Regions from separate parts of the Gossypium hirsutum genome. Here all the other regions are linked to region 3. A link is a contact called in public Hi-C data. All regions are on one chromosome and are shown on one strand. Each heading gives the region's core, a stretch centred on a gene start, on an enhancer-like site or on the middle of the called end of the contact. The rest is flanking DNA. Distances are from core to core; before and after follow the strand shown. Region 1 holds the start of LOC107894054 (E2F-associated phosphoprotein). Region 2 holds the start of LOC107894055 (tRNA (guanine(10)-N2)-methyltransferase homolog). Region 3 holds the start of LOC107894064 (transcription factor SRM1).

Region 1 (4,506 bases), core at 452-2,951, 250 kb after region 3:
TGTCGTCAAGGTTCGGGTCATAGAATTCTGGTTTGATCGAATAGTCTATCTCATCATCGTCAGAAACTGAAAATGCACACAGCACAATCAACAATTCCGATTAGATTTTATGGAAGGACCAGATATTAATATGCAGATGGACAGTTCCACAACAACTCATGTTCATCATGTATACTATAAAAGAAAATTTATCTGCTCTTTCTTCAATAACAAAACTGAAAGAATAGCTGCTTCATATTATTGCCACTTCTTACAAAACCAAATATATTAATGAATTTAGGTAAAAACATCTCTCCTACCCTTTTCAATTTTAATATTAAGCAAATTGGCCCCTCTCAAAAAATCGAAGCAATCCAGTCCTTGTAATTTCGAAAGTGAGCAACCAAGGAAAATTAATCACGACATTAATGTTTTTCATCAATTATATGTAATTTTAATTGGTATAATAACAAATAAGCCCTCAATATTTACATATTCTGTCAATTTGGTCTAGATTCTAAAAAGCTTTATCTGAAAAAAAGTATAAAAATTAAAAAAGAATATATAAAACTTTAGCTTCAAAAAATATATAAAAAGAGACAGGATATGTAAACTTTGAAGGCTAAATTTGTTGCTATACCAATCAAAATTATCTAAAATAGACGGAAAAACATTAACATTAAGTGATTTTTTTGAGAGGAACCAATTTACCCAATATCGAAATTGAGAGGGATTGGAGAGGTGTTTTTACCTAGAATGTATAATTGGCTAAAATACTTCACAGGCCATTGTACTATAGATTGAAAACTAAATTACTCTATATCCTATAAAAAGGCAAATATTGAACCTGACTAAATCTAGAGTCAAGTTGGGTTGAGCTCCTAAACGAAAGACAAAACGCTACCAGCATTATTTCCTCCTTTCACAAGATTCAAACTAGAGACTTCTTGATTACGGGTACCAAGTACTCGGATCCAACAAACGTTGGTTGGTACCCTTAAATGTTAAACAATACCAACTTGTCATGTTTCAAGATAGCATGGAAAAGACTAATGCTTGGCAAGGTCTCTAGTTTGAATCATGTAAAGGGAAAACAGCATTGGAAGAATTTGCCCCTGAAATAGCATCCCGCATAGCTCGAATTCGAATTTAGTCGAGATCCTTGAAGCCAAAGAGAAAAATAGCATGGAAACGGGGGATAACCAAAATCAATATTTCTAAATACTGGAATTTAACTAATATATATAATTAGCCAACAAATCGCAACCAAACTACGAGAAATTCACTAAGAGGGCTAAATTCTCTACTGGAGTTTCAATTATATATGGTAGAGAAGCCAGTGAAGATTAAAGGAGAATAAAAGGACTAAGAGAAGAAAAAACTACTGGTTTGCTGGGAATTGGTGGGGGAATCCATTTTTGATGTTGTGGTGTCTTCTTCCATCTCCGATACTTGATTGCTACTGCAAGTGGTGGTTTTTGTCTTCTCCGTTTCCATTATTTCGTGGGTGCCCGCACTTTTTTGTTTTGCCGGAAACTGAAAAAAATTAAAAAAAAAACCGCTTACACCGCCAAGCTCACAACGAACGACGCCAGTACTGAGGGTTTAATCTGTTGCTTAACGAGCTTGACTTGGACGGCCCATTTTTCACTTATGAATGGGCCAACACCATTGAGTCCATGCCTGTACAAAATGATTCAGTCATTCTCATCAAAATAAGGAGAGATTATTTTGTGATCTCTCCTTACCACATCATTTATAGTCGCTATTAATTAAAAATAACATCATCTTTTTTTTACGTCACATATATAGTTAGTAAGAAGAGATGACGTGAAAAAAAGATAAAATATTTATTTTTAATTGGTTGAGATCATAAATAATATGTTAAGAACCCTTGAAATAATTTTTCATAAATAATTCACTTTACATTATATATATATATTAGCTGAGACCCTTCAATGATTCAATAATCGTATTTAACTTCGATTAAATTTAAAATTAAGCTAAATTAAATCTCTAAATAAACAAAAAAAAATCTTACTTAAAGAATTATCCAATTCCTTATCATTTAACTTAATGCCCACCTAATATTTCCATCGTTGATCAGTCAAAATACCAATGAGTTGTTTTGAAGTTAAGGTCACGAAGGCTTTAATATTTCAAATTTAAGTCTTAGTAAATTATGTATATATTCTTTTTAGATTTATTTTAATTTAACTCACACAGACTCTTATCTAAATTTATATAATACATCCTAGTTACTTAGAATTTCTCCATTCACATACATCAAAATATAATTAAACTTTGTAATAATTAATTTTAATTTTAGTGATTCAAATTGTATTTATAATTTTTTTTCCAAAAATAAATACATTAGTTACATAAAAAATCAGACTGAAGATATAATAGTAATACAAATAAAGAATTTCAAATTTCCAAGAAATAGTTTTTAGTACTTTTAATTTCAAAAGTAGTTAACAAAAGTATAAAAGACCATCTTACCTCGAAATTTTTAATATACAAGAAATTTATCTTAAAATATAATTATTTCGTCCCATAAATACAATTGGAAGTATTGACTAAAACTTGGATTGCATATGAAGTTTGCTCATATTTAAGCTTCGACGATGGCCAAGTTTAATCAAACTATAATGATTAAATTATTGGAAATACTCAATATAAATATACATGTTATAAACATAAACTAAGAAAATCAGATTTATATCATATTGATAAAAAATATATCCCTTCAACATTAAATTTTCCTTTTACATCAAACAAATACTTGGTTACAAAAATGTGTAAAATTAATTTACTTTTACACATTAGATTAAGAAAACTATTTGGCATATTATCACACAAGCAAGATTGACAGGGTGTCATGTAGGTATAGGATATAGTACAAAAACATTAAGAAAATGAGATAATGACAATTTTAAAAAAAAAAATTTACTTGAAACTTTGTATCAATCAAATATCTCTATGTCTCAAACATATCAATAAAAATATTACTTTTTAAAATATATATTTAATGATTGAAAATTATTATTCTCTACATTGAAACATATGCTACATGCATGTTGTCTTTCTACATTACTTTGGAACCTTTTGTTCATTTTCACACTCTAGTAGTTTGCAAATTTGAGCAAAAGGACCAAAGAATCTATACAACAAACAATGTATGGAAGTCTAATTGAATCCCACATGCAACAAACAAAGCGAATTCAGATATACATATAATACCAGCAAATGGCAAAAACTAATATTTTCTTAAAATGTAACCACTCTAATCTTAGTTCTCCATGTTTAATTTAGAACATACCCCGCTTTCCAGACATCCAAAGAGGTCGATCTATTACCACGTCTCATGATAGAAATGCCTGATATTTTGCAGCACTTCAAGGCTGCCAAAAATCAAATCCAAGTTAGGGTATATTCAAATTGACCATGAAAATGCATATAAAAGTAAATTTGAATGCAACTACTACTACTACACCATGCAAACATAGGTTCTATAGGGGAGGAGGGAAGCTCTGATTTGTGTATATCATAATTTTACTTGATGAATCAAGAAACAATAGGTTCTGTAAGTAAATGTTATTTCCAATTCCAACGCTTAAATAACAAAACCACACTTCTATATCACCTTTCCACCAAGCATGAAGGTCTTCATGAATAACATTTGTCTTAATAGCAGAAAAAATTTACTTTCTATAGACTGAATCCGCTAAATACCCAAGTTTTTTGACCAAGTACCATAGAAAACAAGTGTAGAAGGAGACAGTTCTATTAATAGCAAGTACTGTGGAATAATTGCAGCATAAATTCTTTATCAAAAAACAAATTTCAACATTTTAATCAATTTTAAAATGTGGCCTTTCACCTTTCTTGGTTGGTATAGAATGATCCTAAACCTACAAGAGATCCATTGCAGCCTAAAATTTTAATAACTATAACATTCAACCTCATTACAACGTTAGAGTTAGCTACTTAGGGATGATTGATGCACTGAGAGGTAAAATTATCAAGTAAACATGGATTAAAAAAAAGTCAACTCCACCATGGATATTTGTATTTTTACATCCAGATCGATTCATTTACCGATATTTCAACAGGATTTAAGATATGTTCAGATTGAGTTCGCCAGTATGTTAATGCAAGAAAAGCCACATGCAGAACTAAAAGTGAATAATCAAAGCTACTTGCCCTTCCAAGTATCAAGATGTCCACAACAATTTGCCAGATTTGCACAGAAGAAAAATATAATCGCTTAAGAACCTAGGCTACTAGGACCACAAGTTTATTCAAACTGCCTTTTAAAGGAACAAGCTTAAGATTGAAATATTGAACAACACCACATACACAACCTAGACATTACATGACCATCAGAACTTGCCCGGAGATTCTTCCACAATATATGATTTTAGTGTCACAAATTATATATTGGATGTACACAAATAACATACCTTTCAAATTTTTTATTTCTCACACTCAGCCACCACCCCTTTTCTCTTGCAACTTATTTAC
Region 2 (4,647 bases), core at 1,145-3,644, 230 kb after region 3:
GAATTATAATTAGGAAAGAATTAAGTCAATTCTTAGGGTTTGTTAACCTTAGGGGCAACATCTGCAAATTTTCCTAAATTTTTGCCGAATCTAAAATTAAAATGAAAGGAGGCAGCAGCTTAAACCCTAGTTTCAATGAGTACCAACGCATTACCATTGAGCCTGTTACTCATTCTTGCTCAATTTTTACACTTAAAAATTACATATTTTAATGTTTGTAGTGTCTTTGGCGAAATTATGAAAAAAAAAGGGATTTAAACTTGGGTCAATTAGGAAGGAACTTAGTGTGCTACCCATTAGGCCTAAGCCTATTTCTTTTTTAGTTTTTCCCTCAAATATATTTGTTTTAGTGTGTTTTTTATCCTAATTTATTGAAAATAAAAAATATATATATAATAAAAAAAGGAAGGACCTTTAAGATAGAGAAATAGCACTTAACCATCAAACTTAAAACTCATTTCTTACATAATTTTATTTATTAATTGTATATATTTATTTCGGGCTCAACTTACCTATTCTTTATTAGCTTATACATTTACTCAATTTTTTTATGAACTTATTTAACTTTATAATTTTTAATGCATTCCGATTTTAATTTATATACAATAATTAATACTTATAGTCAAGTCTAATTATTAATATTTTAATTAAATTTACCTAATTTTCCAATTAGGTCCTAACTCAATTAAAACACATTGTTTTCAAATTAGACCTCGCAATTGAATTTCGTTTTAAGTTGATTAATAAAATAAAAACCTAATTATGTTTTTTTTTGACAAGCTGGCTGAGGTTACTGAAATTTTAACTAATTATTTACGACACTAATTTTGGTATCCGACTTAAACCCTCAATTTATTAACCCGATTATTCTAAACTAGTTTTTGGGGTGTGACACTTAAAGCTGAAACCAAGATTTTTATTTTCTCTACAGATTTTGGTGACTCCACACAAGTGTTGCCACATTTGGAATTCGGACCAAGAAAATAATTTTTTTACAGAATTTGGTGCCTTTACATGAAGAGGCAGCACCCAAAAAAAATAATAATAATAATAAAGAAATTATTGACACTGGTGCCACCACATTTGGAGCTATCACCAGAATTAATTTTTTTTTCTATTTCAGGATTACCTGTGAAAATAAATGTATTTTAAAAAATACATACAGATGCCATCTGGAAAATTGGTGGCACAAAAAAAATTATTTTTGAATGTAGTCAATATCTAAATGATTGGCTGATGATTGGGTAAAATTTTAGAGTAGTATCGCCTTAAGAAGTGGCAGCATTGATGTCTATTGTAGATTTCAGGCCATTCCAATAATTAATATTGAAAATAGGTCATTTTCATAATTTATTAAGAAAGCCACTTTTCTCTTAAAAAAAACCACCTTAAATTTATTTTGATTGGTACAAAATTACTGTATGCTTTTCTCCCAAGTGCCCATTTAGGAGATTTTTATGAATGATAGCACCCCTTATTTAACTCCATTTAGTATAAAATGCAACAATTCAAATTAAAAAATAATTTAAATTAAAAATAATCTAAATTTAAAATAATTTAAAACTAAAATAATCCATCATCATAACTTATAATTTAAAATATCTTGAAAATTTGACAACCTAATTTAAAATACTTGAATTTAAAATAATTTGAACCCAAAATAAACTAAATCCAAAATAATCTGATTGTAAATTTAAGAACTCAAATTATTTGAATCCAAATGGATTCAACTAGACTTGATCATGGGTTGGCGAAGGCCTGCCCAAAAAGTGAAAGAGTTTAGACAAAAATAAAGACCCAAAAAATAAACTTGGACAAAAAATAAGACTCATTTTCTAAACGAGTTGGGGTTGGGTAGGATATTCGGCCTGGGCCCAATCCGAATCAATTATTTTGTTGTTGTTTCACTGTTGTTTTATTGTCATTTCACTGTTGTTTTGCTATCATTTCATTATTATATTGTTACTATTCTATTATTATAATTTGAATATTGTATAGCTCCTGTTTTATTATTAATTTTGTTACTATTTTAGAGTCATTTGCTTTCTAAGTTGAACCTATATTAGGATTATTTAAGCATAAATATTAAATACTTTTTTAAAAATTTATTTTCAATTATTGAGAAATATTTATTTTAATATTTTAGTGTATTCGATATATTATATTTTTAAAATTTGTTCTTATATTAAAAAAATAATCTAAAAATTTTGAATATAGATAGGCCAAGTCGGGCTTAGGTTAAAATTTTTTAATTTAGATCGAGCTTGAATAAAATTTTAAGTCATTTTAAGGATGAACCAGGTCAAGCCTGAAAAATAAGCCTAAAATTTTGTATCGACATGACTCGACCGTTATCAAGTTTAGATCCAACCCACCCATCTATGCTTTAGCTTTGACTAAAACGGCACCGTATGTCCCTTGATTGAAAAGAGAAGGGTTTTTGGTATGGGGGTTTTTGAATTTGGATCGTTATTGGCCAGGCATTCGTTGAATTCTCCTTCTTCAAGCTTGCAAAAAAAGACTGTTCCCCAACATTAATCGATGTGGTATTTATGTGTGTTTTACCACAGGCTGCTCGATTACCGGAAACCCGAAGTCGAGTCCCTGGCTGACCTTTTCGGAGCTTTCGAAGACAAACGGCGCCCTGGTAACCGAGTTCTACAATGGCGGCTACCTCAACACCATCACCCCGACTCCCCTTTCTATTTCGTCGACTTGCCTTCCGAGGACGTGGCCAAGAACGTCGCCAATCGAAGTAAGTACTGCCGCCACTTCCTATTTCTTTCATTTTAAAAAATGTCTTTTAGTCAAATTGTGGTTTTAGTCCCTCTACTATACTTAAACTTGGAATTTAGTCTTTTACTTTAGTTTGGCATAGTCTGATAATTCTAATAATTAACAGCGATTATCCTCACAATTAAAATGCTGATTTAGATTTTTTTTCCCCATAAAATGATGAAAACACATCTGAAAAAAAAAATCTATTTGCATAACTTACATGATTTCATTAGTGAATGTAACTGGAATGTCCCTCTATTATAGAGACCAGATCAAATTATAAATGGATCAATTTAGTACATGCACTATTAAAAAGAATCCAATGATTCTGGATTCTAAATTTCGAGGAGTTATATTTTGAAAGCTTTTTATGATTCTGCAAACAGAACATTTTGTTTGGAGTTAAACTGCAAATAAGGAAAAAAAAATTATGTCATTTTTTAAATAGTAAATGTTAACTTGTTACAAATTGGTCTTATTTGATTTTTTTTTAATAGAATAGGGATTAAATTGATCCATTTAATAGTAAAGGGACTAATTTGATCTAGTCCTTATAATAGATGGACTTCGCATATACTTTAACCTTATTTCGTTTATATTTTAATTGCAATAGTTAATGGTATTTAGTTATTTGGAATAAAATCATAGTTAGAGCAATATAAAAGTATATTATGCTAAAACTAGAGGAATGGTTAGCGGTGTTAGTTAATATTTTGAAAGTAAAATAATGGATTATACCACAGGCTGTAGTTTAAGGTTGTAGTGATCTCATCTGAGGGTGGGAACACAAGTTTGAATCTTGGAAGCGCACTTGTTGGGAATACTTTAACTCTCGGGTCGATAAGGACTATTCTTAAGTTCAATATGACTTGAGGACACCCTGGGTTTACACACAAAGAAGGATTGAATTATAATATGATTAAATTCCAATTTTGAGCAGAATAGAGGGACCAAAATCATAGTTTGAACCTTTTTTTTTCATTCTAAGAAGTTTTGTGAATCCCTTTGTAGGTATACTTGTGAAGGGAATATATGAACTTTGGGGAGAAGGAGGTAGCTATGAGGAGCTTGAAGAGGCTGTTAAAAGCTACCCTGATGAGCGAAAGTTGCCATATTTGGGGTCTGAAAGTACGTTTAAGATTACCGTGGATAGTTTTGGGAAGGTTATGAGCCTTCTGGAGCAGAATGAACGGATTCGGGGGCTTTCATATATTTCTTTTAAGGTTTGGTTCTTAATATGATTTTCTTGATCCTGAAGTTTGCTTTGAATGACCGGTTTCCTTTGGAACATTAAAGCCATAGCTGGGGCATGTAGAGTAAAAGGAAAAATAAAATGTTATAATATGTTACTCGGACTCGTGAGTGAGTGTTCTGATACAGGCATGTATTTGGAGGATCCTTGGAGTTTGTATCCTATATCAGGTACTTCAAGAAGAATTAGAATCCGAGCAACAAAGATGTTATATTTTCATATTTTGGTGCTTTTTCTTTAATTGTATTTTATGTTACTTGACTCATGGTGAATGTTGGATGGGCATGTGTCTAGCACATGTATGCTTTGTTTTCTTTTTAAGTTTTACCATATCCCCGAATATGTATAGAACGCATATTGAAATGAAGTCTGGAGGTAGATAGATCGTATTTGCTATGGTAACTGTAATCAACATGTTTGCAGGGTCGAGTTAATTTAAAGAACCCTGATCACAATTTCTGGCTCATGGAAACTGATGACATTGCAACTAATAATGGACTTCCACCGGTAGCACAAAGGAGAATATTCTTCGGTAGGGAAGTTGGTGGAGCAGATAGGAAGCTTCTCCCCACGTATCAGTTGAAAAGCCGAAATTATCTTGGACCAACAGCAATGGA
Region 3 (4,345 bases), core at 1,187-3,686:
TATTTAGAAATGGTTGAGGAATAATAAGAGTTATTTGAGACTCAAACAAAGATAGAACCAGAGGGTACCTCTAGAGAAGTATAAGTACCTTACAAGAGAAGTACCAACACCTGGGAGATGTAATGCGAATCCAAACAATTTTTAGAAAAGTGAATACACAATTAATAGGCTACAATTTATTTTATGTAGTGACACTTGTTGATAATATATTAAATTATGAAAAAAATTAAGTACATTAATTCATTACAAGTATAACTAAAACCAAAATTAAACCAGTAATCATCCAATTATAGATAAATTTTTGTTTTAGTCTATTAACTATAAAAAATAATGTTTTGAATTTTTTTATCATCGAAATTCATTTCTTTAATAATAAAATTAGTCCTCAGCTTTTATATATATATTTTTATCAATTTAACCCTAAACTTTTATAAAATATTAAAACATGTAAAAATTTAACAAATATTTATAAATATTTATATTTTAACAATTAAAATATTGAGCAAAATTTCTTGGCAAAATTTTCCACGAACATTTTAACCAAACCATAGCCGCCATCACAATCATTGTTGATCTCCTAAATCTTTCAAGAAGTTGAAAGAAGCTTGTAGTTGTTCTTAAAACTAAAATAGTAGTTATTGTGGTTTGGTGAATGGTGACAATGAAGACCAAGAAATTGAATGTAATTTCAATATCTAAAATTTGCAATCTATTGAGTGTTTGTATGAAAAATGTAAACAAGCTAGCCAAAAGTTTTTGAAACATCAAAGTTCTTGAAACATCAAAGTTCCATTAGATTTATGCCCAGTTAGGGTATTCTCGGCAACGGCTTTCTTGTCATCACCAATCTTAAACTCACCCAAGTACCTATGGTAATCTCTCTTCATTTTCATAAAACAACCTTAGTATCCCTGTTTCCAGTAGTTGGAACAATGTTCTTATCAAGGAGCTTCAAAATTCCAGTGCATACTTCCGACAACTCGGCCTCGATCTTGAATATGTACTGGAGGATCACAACATCGTGGTTGGCATTGCCATGACCTTCCTCTTTCTGCTCGATGGAGGAGACGATCTTCCATGAGGCGCAACGGACGCATGGTGACGTTCTTGTATGCGACAGAGGAGGTTGTGTTCCTTGATGGAGAGTTCGTCGGGGTGGGAGATGGCAGAGGCGGCATTCTCTATGAACTTGACCATCTCCTCATAGCGCTCGACTTGCTCAGTGAGTTTGGCCATGTAGACGTCTTCGCCGCGTGGGGAAGGGGTGCCATGGTTATGAGTGGTGATTTGAGGGACTAACTTTGTTATTAAACCAATGAAAGAGTGCCTCCGTTGGAATTTAACATCCGAGGTGAAAAAAAATTATTTTTCAAAATGTTACTAATCAAATAATTTTTTTATAATTAAGTGATAAAAATAAAAATTATTTATAATTGGATGATTATTAATGTAATTTACTTAATCAATTATTACTTCTAATGAAAAGAAAACTAGAATTTTGAAATATTTTAAAGAAAAAAAGTTAAGCAAGGACATCAACCTTATGATTAGGGGTGAATTTAGGAGTTGGCACAAGTCTCCATTTCTCTAAAATAATTTTTTTTTATTTTAATTCTTTAAAATTTTAAATTTAAAAAATTATACTTTAATTTTATAAAAATAATAAAATTTTAATTTAATTTTTTAAAAATTATATTTTTAATATCATAAAAATTAAAATTTATTTTCGCCCTAAAATAATTTTTTACTTGTCCACCTTACTAATTAAATTGTGTGTGAAAGAGTGGAAAGTGGAAACACAATAAATTGCAATAATTAAAACCATGGGCCAGGGAGCATGTGGTTTGCTAGAATCGTGAATTTTGACTTATTGCCTACGTGGCAAAAAATGGTTGGTTTGTTCTTTCATTATTACATGACAGCTTGCACATTGTATCTAGACAGTCACACTTCTAGTTTATCCCTAAATGTAATAAAAAGGCATAAACCAAATACATCTGTTTACAATGTTGGATTCCCAAATTAAGCATCCCAAAAGGTCCACTTTACTCGGTCTTTGCCTTTTGCTTCATAAAAGGGTAATATTAAATTAAAAAAGCGTCAAATTGTAATTTTGATCCCTTTATTATACTTAAAATTGACATACTTTAATTTCACGATTTTTCTACTTTTACAATTGCAACTTGATTTTATGTTGAATAGGTGTTAAAATTTTTGAACTTTTTTGTTCTAAAATAAATGAAAATTTTATTATTTTTCGTTTTTGTTTAGTAATTCTATATATAAATTTTTCTTTTTATCTTTTCTTATCAAATTAAAATTTAGAGACTAAATATCAAATTTAATATTGTAGAAGGATCAAAACATAATTTAACAAAATAAAAATACCCCATTTTAAAAATATATATTTTAGATTAAAAGCTATAAAATAAGGCGAGAAACCCAGATAAAAGAAAAAAAAGAGAAAAGACAAGACCAAAAGAGTAACCTTGTTGATAAAATTAAATATTGAAACTTTGTTTTGCTTTTTTTTTTCTTCCTTAATTTCTTATTCTATCTATCCAACAAGAAGCACCGAGGAAAAGAAAAAAAAGAAAAAGAAAAAGTAAGAGAAAGGTAATGATTTTATAGTCAATGATTATGGATGCTTATAGTATTAGTATGACATCTCTCTACTGATATCTAAATTTGTTAATTTTTTTGGGATTTTTTCCTCTGAAAAAGTGGGGTTTTTTTAATATAAAATATATTTAGTTTCTCTTTGTTATGATATTGGCAGAAATTAATGGCAGATTAGAGTGTAATGTGTATGTTGAGCAACTTGGGATGAAGGGTGTAAGGCTTTTCAATCCCAGCTGTAACAATTTGTAGCAAAGTTATTGCAGGAAGTGATGGGACAATTGACCCATCCTGCAACTTCCTTTGTAGATACTTTCAGGATAACCCATCAACATCATCTATAATTTGTATGTACTAAGCCCTTCGTAAATTTGTCAAATAATTGGTTCTTTTTTTGAGATTTTCTTTTTTGGGTATATTTTTTTTCCTTTTTTTGAATTTTATGCTTGTTTGTTGTTAAAATTTTACATGTACTTTAAATAATATAAACTTATTGCAGAAGTATTTACACATTTTGGAAAAAAAAAAAGAAAAAGAAAAATTGGAAAGGTTGATAGTGGATGGAGTAGGATTTGGCTCCATCAAAGGTTAGATTTTTATTTGTTTGGTTGGTTCAAGTGTCAGAATCTTGATATTAGTTGTAGCTTGCCTTTCAATTTTATGGTGATTTCTACAGTGAAACAGCAAGGAATATGAGGTTAGCTTTTTTCTGCTTTAGTCCTGGAATTACTGTGTAGGAATCTTCAATGAGAAAATTAAATTATATATATATTTCTGAAGGAACCCTTGAATTGGGTTTTACTTCTTTTGGCATCGTTGAAAGTTTTTTTTTTTTAAGGAAGTTTGTTTCCTATTTTTGTTATTACCCGAAAATTCTTTTGATTATTGCTTAAAGTTTGATGATTTTTTTTTAGAAGAAAATATAAAACCGTGAAATGAAACTTAAAGTATCCTCATAAATGCAAATTGTACTTTTGGGTGCTTTAATTGATTTTTATTTTCTTGTTTCTTATATAAACTTGAAAGGGAGATCTTTTGAATTCTTTGCTAAGTACTGTTGATTCTTCTAAGCATGTAATTAGCAAAAGAAAACAAAGAATGAGGAGCTGAAGAATTTGCTGCTATACATATATATATATATATTAAGCAGTAGCAGGATAATTTTATGTGGACTCTGGGTTAAACTATATCAAGTAGCCTTTTGGATTTATTGAGTTTTTGTTGGATTTGAAAATAGCAACTTGAATTCTGAATAGCTTTCTGGGTTTTCTTCCTTGTTTGGTTGCATTGTCTCTTTAATATATATATTTCAGAGTCAGAAACCCTAACTACCTTACCATCAAGTTCACTATTCACTAATCTCTAATTTTTAATGTTTTAAATGCCATTTATTATCTTTGATTTTATGGTTTTTTTCTTTGTTGTCTTTTCATTCATCAATAGCTCAACAATTCACAAAAGTCCAGGTTTTGAATGATGGAGCAAACCAGTATTGAATTCTTCACATACTCCATGGGGGCTTTCTGAATTTTATTGGAATTGATCTATGGTTAAGCTACCTTGGCATTTTTTGATCTATTTTTGCTTGTTTTGCATACTCTTTTTTGTTTGATATCTCTTCTTCCCCGTAATTTAAACATTCCATTGTACCTGTTGTCAGTGAAATCCACTACTGAAATAATCTGAGAACTATTCTCGGAAATCCATGATTTTGGATATGCATTAC

Evidence for each region. A called contact is a pair of places that touch in the nucleus more often than the background predicts.
Region 1: a Hi-C map of leaf shows a contact between it and region 3, with 2.1 times the contacts expected there. The contact joins the promoter of LOC107894054 here to the promoter of LOC107894064 in region 3. A contact is called at or near these places in 3 of 34 Hi-C or Micro-C datasets (all in leaf).
Region 2: a contact with region 3 is called in a Hi-C map of leaf, with 1.8 times the contacts expected there. The contact joins the promoter of LOC107894055 here to the promoter of LOC107894064 in region 3. A contact is called at or near these places in 2 of 34 Hi-C or Micro-C datasets (both in leaf).

What each region holds. Positions count from the first base shown.
Region 1 is chrA13:13,680,324-13,684,829 of Gossypium_hirsutum_v2.1, reverse strand. It overlaps LOC107894054 (E2F-associated phosphoprotein), which reads right to left and starts at 1,701. Exons shown (of 3, transcript XM_016819259.2): 1 at 1,365-1,701; 2 at 1-66. The coding sequence starts at 1,476. LOC107894053 (E3 ubiquitin-protein ligase RING1-like) reads right to left here. Exons shown (of 2, transcript XM_016819258.2): 2 at 2,976-3,383.
Region 2 is chrA13:13,702,961-13,707,607 of Gossypium_hirsutum_v2.1, reverse strand. LOC107894055 (tRNA (guanine(10)-N2)-methyltransferase homolog) reads left to right here and starts at 2,394. Exons shown (of 6, transcript XM_016819261.2): 1 at 2,394-2,755; 2 at 3,790-4,001; 3 at 4,454-4,647. The coding sequence starts at 2,542.
Region 3 is chrA13:13,930,746-13,935,090 of Gossypium_hirsutum_v2.1, reverse strand. LOC107894064 (transcription factor SRM1) reads left to right here and starts at 2,436. Exons shown (of 3, transcript XM_016819271.2): 1 at 2,436-2,605. LOC121212275 (14-3-3-like protein GF14 omega) reads right to left here and starts at 1,236. Exons shown (of 2, transcript XM_041084725.1): 1 at 1,042-1,236; 2 at 765-881. The coding sequence starts at 1,236. The coding sequence ends at 765.